2 separate regions of the Anser cygnoides genome follow, and region 2 is linked to region 1. The links are chromatin contacts, called in public Hi-C maps. All regions are on one chromosome and are shown on one strand. The core of a region is the stretch at or near the end of the contact, and the rest is flanking DNA. Distances in the headings are between cores, read along the strand shown.

Region 1 (5,604 bases), core at 1,664-4,163:
GAAGCCTCGCCGCGCTCGGAAAGCGCCAGGGAGAGGAACGGGAAGGTGAAGCAGAGAGGGAGATGAAAAGGACTGACAAGAAATACCAGGCAGTAAATCGCCCTCGCGTTGGGGCTCTTTTCGTGCCAGAGATATTTGCATTCTGATTTCTCCCCCGGAGGCACAAACCTCTCCTGTCGGCCCAGAACCACTCGCGCCCGTCGCTGCCAGGAAGAATTACGAGGCGGGGAGGGCGACGGGGGCTCGCTGGGGTCAGCGGCCGACGGAGCGGCATTGCCGGGAGGAATTAGTCAAGTTAATTGCTTTGTCTAAGTTACCGAGTGGGATCGAGAGCTTATTTGCCCCATTTGCTAGAAGTTGGCCAAATTTTGCCCCCGCTGCCCACTAAATGTACCCGTGCGGCCCCACCGGCAATTCCCATTGTGAAAGAACCGAAGGGACTGCAGCCGACCCGAAAGCAGCAGCCCTGGCGGACGGGTCAGGGACCGAAGGAACGTCTCACCTCGGGTAATTGCCCCAGGGCTCGGAGCCAGCATCGCCAGGCTCCCCGTTACCCCAGGCTCCCCGGGCAGCGCAGTGCGAGAGGGCAGCGCCCGTCGGTGCCTGGTACAAGGCGACACCGTCGGTGCCAGCACGGCACCGCAAAGCCGGGCACCGCAGCGCTCCTTCCTTGCTCAAGGACACCGGCAGCTGCAGCTTTTTCCTATTTTTTTTTTTTTTTTGTTACCGATCTCAAGGAAAATTAGGGGAAACCCTGCAGCGCCGTGGCTCGAGCTCCAGCCCTGCAGCCGGGCGCAGGAAGCCGCCGGCCCGTGCCGCGTTTCCAGTGCCCCGCTCCCTTCCTCCCCCGGGCACGTAGGTGCCGAGCCGGTGCCGCCCGCTCCCGGTTTGACCCGCACGCCGCTGCCTCAGCTCCCCGCACGGCGAGATGCTCTCCCTCCAGGAGCTGCCCGCACGGCGCGGAGGGGACGGTGCGCGTGCCCCGAGCCTCCGCAAACCCTGCACCGGGGGCTTCGGCGTGCAAACGCTGCTCCCGTCCCGTCCCGCTCCTGCCTCCCGGCTCCCCGGTGAGCCTGAGCCGGGGACATTCCCGGCCCCGTACCCAGCTGCGGGGTGAGGAGGGAGCAGGGGGCTCTGCCCAGAGGTGGCCGGACCACGGCCGCGCTCCCCACGGGCCTAAACGTGCGCGCGATGCCCTCCGCTTCCAGCCCAGGCCACACGTCAGAGCCCTTCCTGCAGACCTCGGGGGCACAAAATTGGGGCGCAAAAGCCCCAGGGCTGAGCTCGGCGCGAACCCAAACGTGCTCCTGGGGACGCTTCGTGCTGCTCCCTGCGGGCACCGCCGGCTCCCCCTGCCCTACTCACGGCGGGGGGGTTGCTGCACCCCTGGTTCCTGGACCGGGACCCCCGCACCCCGTCACCCCCCCCCCCCCAAACCTCAGCAGGTGCCGGGGCGGGTGGCGGGATCGGGGGGCATCCCCCCTCCCCAAAACGCCAACCATGCAGCTTTGCACACCCCCCCGCACCCCCAACCCCCTGTCACCCCAGCAGGTGCCAGGGTGGGTAGCGGGTTCGGGGGACAATCCCCCTCCCCAAAACCCCAACCGCCCACTTCTGTGCACCCCAGCAGGCGCTGGGGGAAGGATCAGGATCAGGGTGCTCTCCCCCTCCCCAAACCCCCCACAGCCCACCTTTGCACCCCCCTGTGCACCCCTCATCCTGTTCCCATTCCCCAAAACCCCACTACCCCCCAAAAAAAACCCATTCCCCCCTCCCCAACCCCATTCCCCCCCATAAACCCCCTTAAGCCCCCAAAACCCCCCTAACCCCCTCACAACCCCCCTTAAACCCCTCACAACCCCCCTTAAACCCCCCAAAGCCCCCATAATCCCCCTTAAACCCCCCACAACCTCTTTAACCCCCCCATAGCCCCCCTTAAACCCCCCACAACCCCCCTTAAACCCCCCACAACCCCTTTAACTCCTCATAACCCCCCTTAAACCCCCCCCGAACCCCCATTAATCCCCCATAACCCCCCTTAAGACTCCCCAAGCCCCCCCAAACCCCCCATAACCCCTCCAACCCCCCTTAACCCCCCGTAACCCCCATTAACCCCCCATTAACCCCCCCATAACGCCCCCCAATCCCCCCATAACCCCCCTTAAACCCCCCCGAATCCCCATTAATCCCCCATAACCCCCCTTAAACCCCCCCAAGCCCCCCCAAACCCCCCATAACCCTCCCCAAACCCCCAATAACCCTCCCCAACCCCCCCTTAACCCCCCATTAATCCCCCCCAAACCCCAAATAACCCCCCCGTAATCCCCCAAACCCCCCATAACCCCCCCCAAACCCCCCAACCCCTCCTTAACCTCCCCATAACCCCCCCAAATCCCCCCATAACCCTCCCCAAACCCCCCCATAACCCCCCCTTAACCCCCCATAATCCCCCCCAAACCCCAAATAACCCCCCCGTAACCCCCCAAGGCCCCCCAAACCCCCCATAACCCCCCCAAACCCCCACTAACCCCCCCATAACGCCCCCCAATCCCCCCGTAACCCCCCCAAACCCCCCTTAACCCCCCCTTAACCCCCCCATAACCCCCCCATAACCCCCATTAACCCCCCCATAACCCCCCAAATCCCCCCGTAACCCCTCCTAAACCCCTAATAACCCCCCATTAAGCCCCCCATAACGCCTCCCAATCCCCCCATAACGCCCCCCAATCCCCCCATTAACCCCCCCCAAACCCCCATTAACCCCCCCTTAACCCCCCCAAATCCCCCCATCCCCCCCCAATATCCCCCCCCCGCGCCCCCAGCCCCGCCCCCAGCCCCCCCCCCCCGCCCCGTTCCGCTCCGTTCCGAGCCGCGCCGCAGCCGGGCCGGGCGCGCACATGGCGCTGCGGAGCCGCCGGCGGAGACCGGCTGCAGCCGGTCTATAAAGGGCCGGCCCCGAGCGGCCGGGCGGGCACCGAGCAGCGCCGCGGGCCCCGGGAGCAGCCGGCGGGCAGCGGGGCCGCCTCCTCTCGCCGCCGGCCATGGGCCGCCCCTAGCCCCCCGCACCCCGGTGAGTTGGTTTTTTTTTTTATTATTATTTTTCCTTTTTTTTTTTTTTTTTTCGGGGGACACCTTGCCGGGTGGGGGAGGGATGGGCTTGCGGGTTATTTTTTATTATTATTATATATTTTCTTTAATTTTAATTATTTTTTTTTGGTATTATTTTGTGCCCCCCCTCCACTTTTCCTCCCCTCCCCTTTTCCGCATCCCTTTATTTTTAGCCGGCGGCCCCCGGCGCCCGCCGAGGAGCCGGTGCGGCGGCGATGCAGAAACCAGGTCTGAAACGTTCCCGAAGTGATGCTGGGGGGGGGGGGGGCACCTCCATTCTTATCCCCCCCCCCCCGCCTCACTTTAATCCCTCTCCGCATCGCAATGCCCATTATGCACGCCGAGAATTGGCATTATTGCTTTTTTTTTTTCCTGCTCCTACATAGCCGGGTGCCTCCTAACCTCATCCTCCCCCCCCGGTGCTCAGCCCCGACCCCGCTCCTCTCTCTCGAGGGGGGGGGCTCAGACAAACTTCGAGCCCCGCCGGTGGTCGTGGGCCCCCCCCCCCGGGCACGGGAGCGATGCTGGAGCCCACGGCTCGCTCCGTCCCTCGGCAGGACCCCCCCGGGGACAGCCGTGCACCGGCCCGCACCCACCTTGTGGCACCGCAGAGCGGGGGGCAGCGGGGTGCTGGGTGCCCCCCTGCACCCCCCCCCTACTTTGGGGTGAAGGGGGGGGGGGGCGCAGAGCCCTCGCCAGGCACCCGCGGGGCTGCTCGCCGTCACCCGTGGGTGCCGCAGCCGGGCAGGCGCACGCCTGCCGCCGGGCGAGAAGTTCCCCCGTGGGATGGGGAAGCGCTGCCGGAGCCGCTCGGGGTTCCTCCGGCGTGTAAAATGGAGGAGGGAAACGCCTGGCGGAGCGGGGAGCCTCAGCCCCGGAGGGGTGGTGGGGGGGTGGTGGTGGCAGCCCCTGGGGTGCAGCCCCCTCGCCGTCCCCGTCCCGGGTGGATGCCGTGCCCCCACCGCCGGGACGTCCCCATCGCCGCCACCGCCGCAGGTGTCGCGGCGCGGCTGAGCCCCGAGGGCTGCGTGGGGAGCTGGTGGCGGCGGGGGCGTCCCCGCTGCGGGCACGCTGACCCCCGCCCCGGGAAGGTGCAGGCAGGCAGGGCTCGCAGCCCCGGCGCGGTGTTTTTGGGGAAGGAGCACGCTCCCGAGCAGCCGCCGTCCGCCCCGAGCGCCAGCAGCCGCTCAAGGCGATGCGCGGCGGCTTCGGCGGGCGGCAGCGTGCCGTGGCCGTGGCTTGTGGCACCCAGCAGCCCCGCAGGAGAGCGGCAGCACCCGGAGGTGCTGGTGGCTGCCCCGCGGGAGGGCCGGGGACGGGGAGCGCCGTGGGAAGCCCCGGAGGTCCGAGCCCTCTCCGGGTGCCGCGGCGGATCTTTCACGAACTGCATCCAGCCCCCTGCGCTGAACCGCAGCCGGTCGCTGGGTTTCGCTGATGGGAACAGCTCACCCTGGTGCCGGGCGGGGAGTTTCTAGCCCTCGGTTCAAAGGGCACGAGCAGAAACGGTCCCTGGGGGACCATCAAGGGAGGAACTTTAGCCCAGCGCCTGCATTTAATTCCTCAGCAGCCCGGGGACTGGCCAACGGCACCTTGGCGATGGTTTGGCTGCTAGGCCGTGCCTCCGTAAGCAGAATTCTTCTTACGCTGATGCCTGGCTTGTTCTCCCCTCTCTTCCAGATCAAAAATGACGGTCAAGGCTGTAAAAATGCCGTGCACCACTCCAAATGTTTATACTAAAGTGCCTGACGGAGGATGGGGTTGGACGGTTGCTTTTGCTTTCTTCTTCGTGGAAGCTCTTACGTACGGCATTATAAAATCCTTTGGAGTCTTCTTCAACGACCTGATGGAAAGCTTTGACGAAACCAACAGCAGGATATCCTGGATCATATCCATCTGTGTGTTTGTGCAGACCTTCACAGGTAAGAGTAAAGGGCACGGGTCAGAAGGTGCAGCCGTGCTGCTGACTCGGCATGCGAGGGCCCGATCTCTGGGCTATCTGGGACTCGCGTCCCTGATGGCTCCACGACACGTAGCCTCCATAAAGCCTGGAGGCCGTGTTCCTGAAACACCACGAAATGGCTGTCTCGACCTGCCAGGCCCTCTGAGCCACTTGTCCTGCTCGGCATGAGGGCGCAGCCTGCGTCCCCGGCTCCGGGGGCTGAGCCCAGCCCAGCTGCTTGGCTCTCATCAGAAATGAAACTGATGAAAAGAGAACTTCACAGCCTAATTCCTTAGTGAAAAGCCTCACGTATAACCCGAGCTTTCATTGAAACCCGCTTGTTTCGGTGGGTTTTGCAGCAGGTTTGTCCCAGGCTGCCATGCCTTGGTCTCTTCTGGAAGCTTTTCATCCGAGGGTGGCTGCAGGGGCGATGCTGCGCTCTGCGAGGCTGACGGCGAGGTGCCACGTGGTGGGGACTGGGAGGGGGCAGAGGCGCAGGGAGAGGCTCCGAAGGGGACGGCAGCTGGGGAAGCTGCCGACCTGTGTGCTGACCACCG
Region 2 (5,604 bases), core at 1,917-4,416, 170 kb before region 1:
TAATACTGTTTTTTCATCACGTTGAGAGCCCGAACCTGTTTTCCTTTGTCATCATGGAAACGTTTCTCACTCCAGCACGGGGAGATGTACAACTCTCGCTTCCTCCTCCGTACCCTCAGGCTGCAGCTGAGGGTACAGATTGTGCTTTGCGGTGAAGCTGTGAGCCCAAGAGCTGTGGTAGCACCAGGACCGTGACCTGAGTTCATCCCTTCTGCACATGCAGCCCCATTGCTGCCTTTTTGTAATTTTAGTCCCTTTCACTTAATAGGCCGTAAGGTAATTCTGTACAATGATATTTCTGTCTGGGTAACGTCATCCTATTTCACATAGCTTATTGTCTTAACATTTCAAACAGGCCCTACGAAAACTTTGTTGGCACCTGGCGTTCCTCAGCTTGGTTCTCCTGTTCCTCAGCCCGGTGTAACCCAGGTGATGTGGCGCTGTAGTCGTGCAGCTACCCCTACAGAGGATCTGGCACGTTGAGTTAACTGTGTACGTGGGTGGGATCTTTTTGGTGTTGTGGCTTTGGGTTTCAATGTGGCATAAGGTGCCACCCCAAGACATCTCCGGAATTATAGTATGCTATAGAAAAAGTCTTCCAAAGTGTCGGATGATGTCTGTAACTGCCAGAACAGGGAAAAAATATGCAAAATTAAACTAGAATACCCCAAGAAGTCTAGGGTTTTATTCCTGCAGATTAAGTCCTTTTGTTCAGCTGTTGTCAGCGACGTACCAAATCCTGGCCATACTACCAGAGCCCCAGTTCGTGCTGTAGGAGGTACAGCGCCTGGAAGAGGATGCAGCGTGGGGTTTGGGCTTGCTGCGGGCATTGGGGCAAACCAGTTTTCTTCGTGCTGCCTTTCCCAGGTATAATGATCCTTAGCTGCTTTGGAGGGATGTTGTGATGAATAATTAGCCAGTGTATCCAGAACTTTGAAGATGCCTTTACTTTGTGGTCTTATTAATAACGATGTATTTTTATACGAGTGAATTTAATGTGTCTGATTTTGTTCATGTTACCAAGAAAACCTGTATTTAAAAACACCTGTGCAGTGAGTGAACCCTAACGTAGCTGACATCCAGTGTTCTGGTAGCAGGAAACAGCAGGTTGTGGGTCTAAACACGTTTGTAACACTCCTGATGTCACAGTCAGGCACTTTGAATCATTTGCAGTTTATTTAATACTTTTTTTTTTTTTTCCTATTTCACCATTCTGCTGTATTTGTAAAGTTGAGGTTTTCCATTTTCCAGCAGAAAGTACTACCAAAATAAAGATGGATTGGATTGTTAAATGCTCGTCTATTATGCGTGTGTTTTGCTGCCCTAGAAGTAGGGGCACTGTCTCAAAACCCTGGCTCCTTCCCGGAGCGCAGCGCGCCGTGCAGGTGAGTACGCGGCATTCAGCACGGCTGGAGCCTTCAGGGTTATTTTAATGCAGGCCTTAAGATCATATTTTTAATTGAATTCAGGGAATTGTGGTGTTGCAACACTTGGGATTCAACAGCGTGAGGATGTCGTGTTTCACAGCCAGATCGATTCAGCCCCGGTCCGGGCTGTTGCTAAAAGTGACCCCGCAGCAGCTGCGCGCTGCTGGCACGCGGAGCTGCGCATCTGCGGCGGTGAATCATCTTCATCCACTTGAAAATGCACCCCACCAAGAAAAGTAATTCATTTTTCCGGCTGGATCCGTGCCCAAGACAGGCTCACTGGGTGGCTGGATGGGTGCTCGCTGCAGGCGAGGAGCAGCAAAAGGCTGAGGGTGATGGGTTGGGAGGAGGAGGAGGAGGAGGAGGAGGAGAAGAAGGGGAAGGTCATCCACCTCCAGTCCTGTGGGTCAGTTAAGGACATAATGAAATGAAAGGGGGTTGTGCTTGTGGCAGGGAGGAAAACAACCCCGAAGAAATATAATCTCAGTTTAGTCAAAGTTCCCAGGTTTTCATACTAGTTTGTATTTAATGGTGTCCTAAGGGCAGCATGACTTTTTTCTTTTTTTTGTTTTTTAAGCTTCTTTTTAAAGCTGAAAAATGAATTAATTTCCCTGTAATGTTTCCTTAAAAGATCTTCAGAAAGTCCCTAATTCAGTATGTTGATTTTTCTCCTTAGTGAGAGTTTCTTGGAGCTTTCAGTTCTCCTTTTTTTTTTTTTTTTTTCCCCTAAACGAGTTGCTTCAAGCATCCTCTTCTCAGCGCCTGTCCCCAGCGTCTCGCCCGCCTGACACGGGCGGGCTGACACCAGCCTGGCCCTGAGATCCCCCTCAGGAATCGTGTGCAGTGAGTGCTTGGAGACCTCACGAGCAGCACTTTGAGGTGCTTCGGGCTCTCTTGTTCCTCTCCAGTGGCACCCCGAAGGGCTGCCTTGAGCTGGAGGCCAGCAGCAGCACCCGTGTGGGATGGGAAACCCGAAGGCGTGCTCGCAGCAGGTGTCCCCTCTGTATTAAAATGCATTCTCTGTACGTAACCTGCAAGCATGCTGGGAGGTCCGCTTTGTGCTGGGTACAAGTGCACTATAGCATGGGGGATTATAATCTTTTATTTATTTATTTATTTATCGGTGAATTTACTAAAAATGAGCTGTGCGTCTCTGCTGTGCCTTCCGCAGCCCCAGGTTGTTGTCTGATGGGAAGCGGTGCAGGAAAACGCAACGCTCCTCTCCTAAGTGGGCTTATTCCATGAAAATAAATAAATCGGCAGCCACAGACGAGCTACAGCCTCTCGTTAAGCAGCAACCAGGCTGTTTCTGTGTTTTCACACAATTCTGCAAAGCAGATGCAGTCTCCTCGAGCTGCTGAAGTTCTAGGACAGTCAAATTACTTTCTCTTAACTACTTGCGTGGTCGCATGGCTATACACCCTTCCAACTCATTTGGATTTCCTGGCTTCCTCACCTCCCTGTTTGGAATGCAAATCCATTGGAAATCTATTTTTAAAAATAAAAATAAAGATAAATCCCCATCTTGATTCCAGCTGCGTGGCAGCTGCTGGGAAAGCAATTAAAAGGAGTGGAAACTAAAAAAAAAAAGAGTAAAAAATAAAAAATTATTAAAACAAAAGGGAGATTGAAAACGTGAAATAAAAGTCCCATTGGTGCTAGGATGGAAGGTTTGCCCTGGCAGAGGAAGGAGTTCTTGCTGACTCAGGCTCTGGGCGCGATGGGGAGCAGGCAGTGAAGCTTTCCCTGCAGAGGAGCTTGGCAGGGTCGAGGTTTCTTTGCCACACGACTGGGATCCTGAGCTCACCCATCCCAGTCCCCACAGCTCTGCATCTCTCCCTGGCACCTGCAGCAGCACGTGGGAAATCCCAGGGAAAGGTAAATGCGTGAGCAAATGCCGAGCTGGTCAGGAGTCTTCCGTCGGAGCTGCTTCGGTGGAAAGTGTCATTTTGTTGTTAATGTGGCAAAATCAAGCGAACTTTTCAAAATATCTTCCTTAAAATTTAAAAATGACTTTCACGCCAGTGGGTATTCAGTTTATGTTCTGATTTAGGTTTTGTTCTCCCTAATATTGCCTGGTGAGTGCACATGTGGAAAGCCTGGTGGAAACATGCTATTATATCTTACACGCTACGCATGCCTCCTGTTAACGCGACGTAGTGCAAAATGCAAGGTTCATAGCTCCGAGCCCGGGGCAGCTGCCTGCAGGCATCGCTCACCGGGGTCATCGCCTCCTCCCCGCAGCGCTGGGAGCGTCGACACCGCCGGGACCGGACTCTGACGTCAGGCTGGAGAGGGGCATGGCCACCGGCTGCCTCTCAGCATTGAACCCTCTCCAGGACCGCAAAGAGACGACGAGAGCCCAGACATCTCTGAGCTGCAGGAGACACACTTCTAATGGAAAACACATTACCAGGTAAGGGGTTTCCTATTTCTGTTCTGTAAGTGAAAAACTATACCTAGGGTGTTTTTATGGAGGGTTTTTTTTTTTTTCCTGATTGTTTTAATAGTGTTATGCTAAAAGCATAAAGCTCTACTTTCCAGCTCTGTTCTCTGACAAACACTGAGTTTTACATCAAGAAAGTCTAAGAGGCTTTTCTGGGTGCTCATGGATTTCGATTCTTGCCACGGACGCCCTGAGCACCGCAGGTTGAGCACCCACCGGGTGCTCCCGGCGACCCTGCCTCCCTTCCCTCCCCTCCTGTGGCCCTGCATTGGCACTGAAGGCTTTGAAAGATGGGAATCCTCAAAGTTCGCTTCTCTGGGGAAATTAAAGAGTTGAACTTTGGTATGGGACGGGCTTAGCACTGTTTTTCTGGAGTTCAAAGTTGGAGAAAAAACTCATTTGAAGAACTGTGTTAGAGTGGAATCCGTGCAAACCTGCCCCGTGTTTATCAGGTAGTAAATACAAGGCTGTGTAGGGGCCAGCTGCAGGTTTTTGTTTGCAGACACTCGCAAACAGGAGGGCACCGAGGGAGCGCGTTCCCCACGTGGGGATTCAGCTTTGGCGCGCGGCGAGTCGGCAGCTCCTCGTGGGAGCACGGGATGCGGCGCACATTTATTCCTCCCCAGCCAGCACCGAGGGTTCCCTGCCAGTAATGCTGAGGAGCAGCTTGCTTTTTAGGAGTCCGTTGCGATATGCTCTGTTCGTTTTACATTAGAAGGAAAAAAATCTGAGGATGTTCCAAGTAGGAAATCCCTGAGATGGTAAGTGAAGGAATGAGGTGTTTGCACGGGACGTGCCTTCCCGGACTACCTCTGGCATAGCAAGACACAGAATCACAGCAGAAGTTTTTGCCATGCCTAGGAAGCCTGTTCCTGGAGAACAAGAAGTTTGGGTGCATTTACTGAGCCCTCAAAAACGAAAAGTTTCCAGAGATACCCAGTTTTACAAGTGATGCTCTTACTGGTTTAAGGCTTCTCAATATTGCTGTCCCCAAAACATTCCTGGTGGTCGGTTTCTGTCTTCTGAATCTGAAGCTTTGAATCTCAGATCCTTCAGAAGCATCTCTCCTGCTTACATTTTGTGTCTTGGGGTATCTGCTTTAAACTGAAGTTCTTCCTGATGAAGTTCATGCACCATTTGTAGACATCGCCATTTGCCTGATGTTCTAGCTTCATGTTTCAGCTTCCAGGGGGAATTTGTTTCTTGTTCCAGAAGCAAAAAATAAAATTAAAACCAGTAGAAATTTAATTGGATATTTATTTTGTTTTAGTTTCACATTTGCCCCCTTTTTGTAACGGTTTGCTACATCTGTAGAGATTCAGCGTAGTTTTTACAAGACCGTTGTATTTTCCTTGTTATCCGAATGCCCCCACGCGGACCTCTGCTTACTGTCCCAACCTCTGCTGCGCTGCTGCTTTCGGTTCACAACGGGTGAAATCCAGGCTTGGCCAAAAGCAAGTAGCACTTCCTCAAAATCGTCTCCCAGTTGCCGTTAGCCTGCGATGTGGAAGCGCGAGAGAAAGCTTCGGGCAGGGCAAAGAGCGGGGAGATATCTTTGTGCTAATAGTCAGAGGGTAAACAGGGATCCATCGCCCCTGGAGTACACAAATATTTAGTCCTTCCCAAAACAAACAATGAGGGGAACGGAGTAGTGGAATCATTTATTAACTCCAGCTGCCCGATCTGTGAAACCAGGAAGCGATGTCCGAGGGGAACAGAGCACAATGCTTT

The links. Hi-C and Micro-C count contacts between places; a contact is called where the count stands out from the background.
Region 2: a Hi-C map of liver shows a contact between it and region 1, with 2.1 times the contacts expected there. The contact joins the promoter of LOC125182842 here to the promoter of SLC16A6 in region 1. A contact is called at or near these places in 2 of 7 Hi-C or Micro-C datasets (both in liver).

What each region holds. Positions count from the first base shown.
Region 1 is chr19:10,228,155-10,233,758 of Taihu_goose_T2T_genome, reverse strand. It overlaps SLC16A6 (solute carrier family 16 member 6), which reads left to right and starts at 2,913. Exons shown (of 6, transcript XM_066980234.1): 1 at 2,913-3,070; 2 at 4,786-5,027. The coding sequence starts at 4,793. All of the region lies in intron 3 of ARSG (arylsulfatase G), which reads right to left.
Region 2 is chr19:10,401,324-10,406,927 of Taihu_goose_T2T_genome, reverse strand. LOC125182842 (ATP-binding cassette sub-family A member 9-like) reads left to right here and starts at 3,166. Exons shown (of 40, transcript XM_066980004.1): 1 at 3,166-3,305; 2 at 3,672-3,843. The coding sequence starts at 3,825. It overlaps ABCA5 (ATP binding cassette subfamily A member 5), which reads left to right. Exons shown (of 40, transcript XM_048064419.2): 40 at 1-1,292.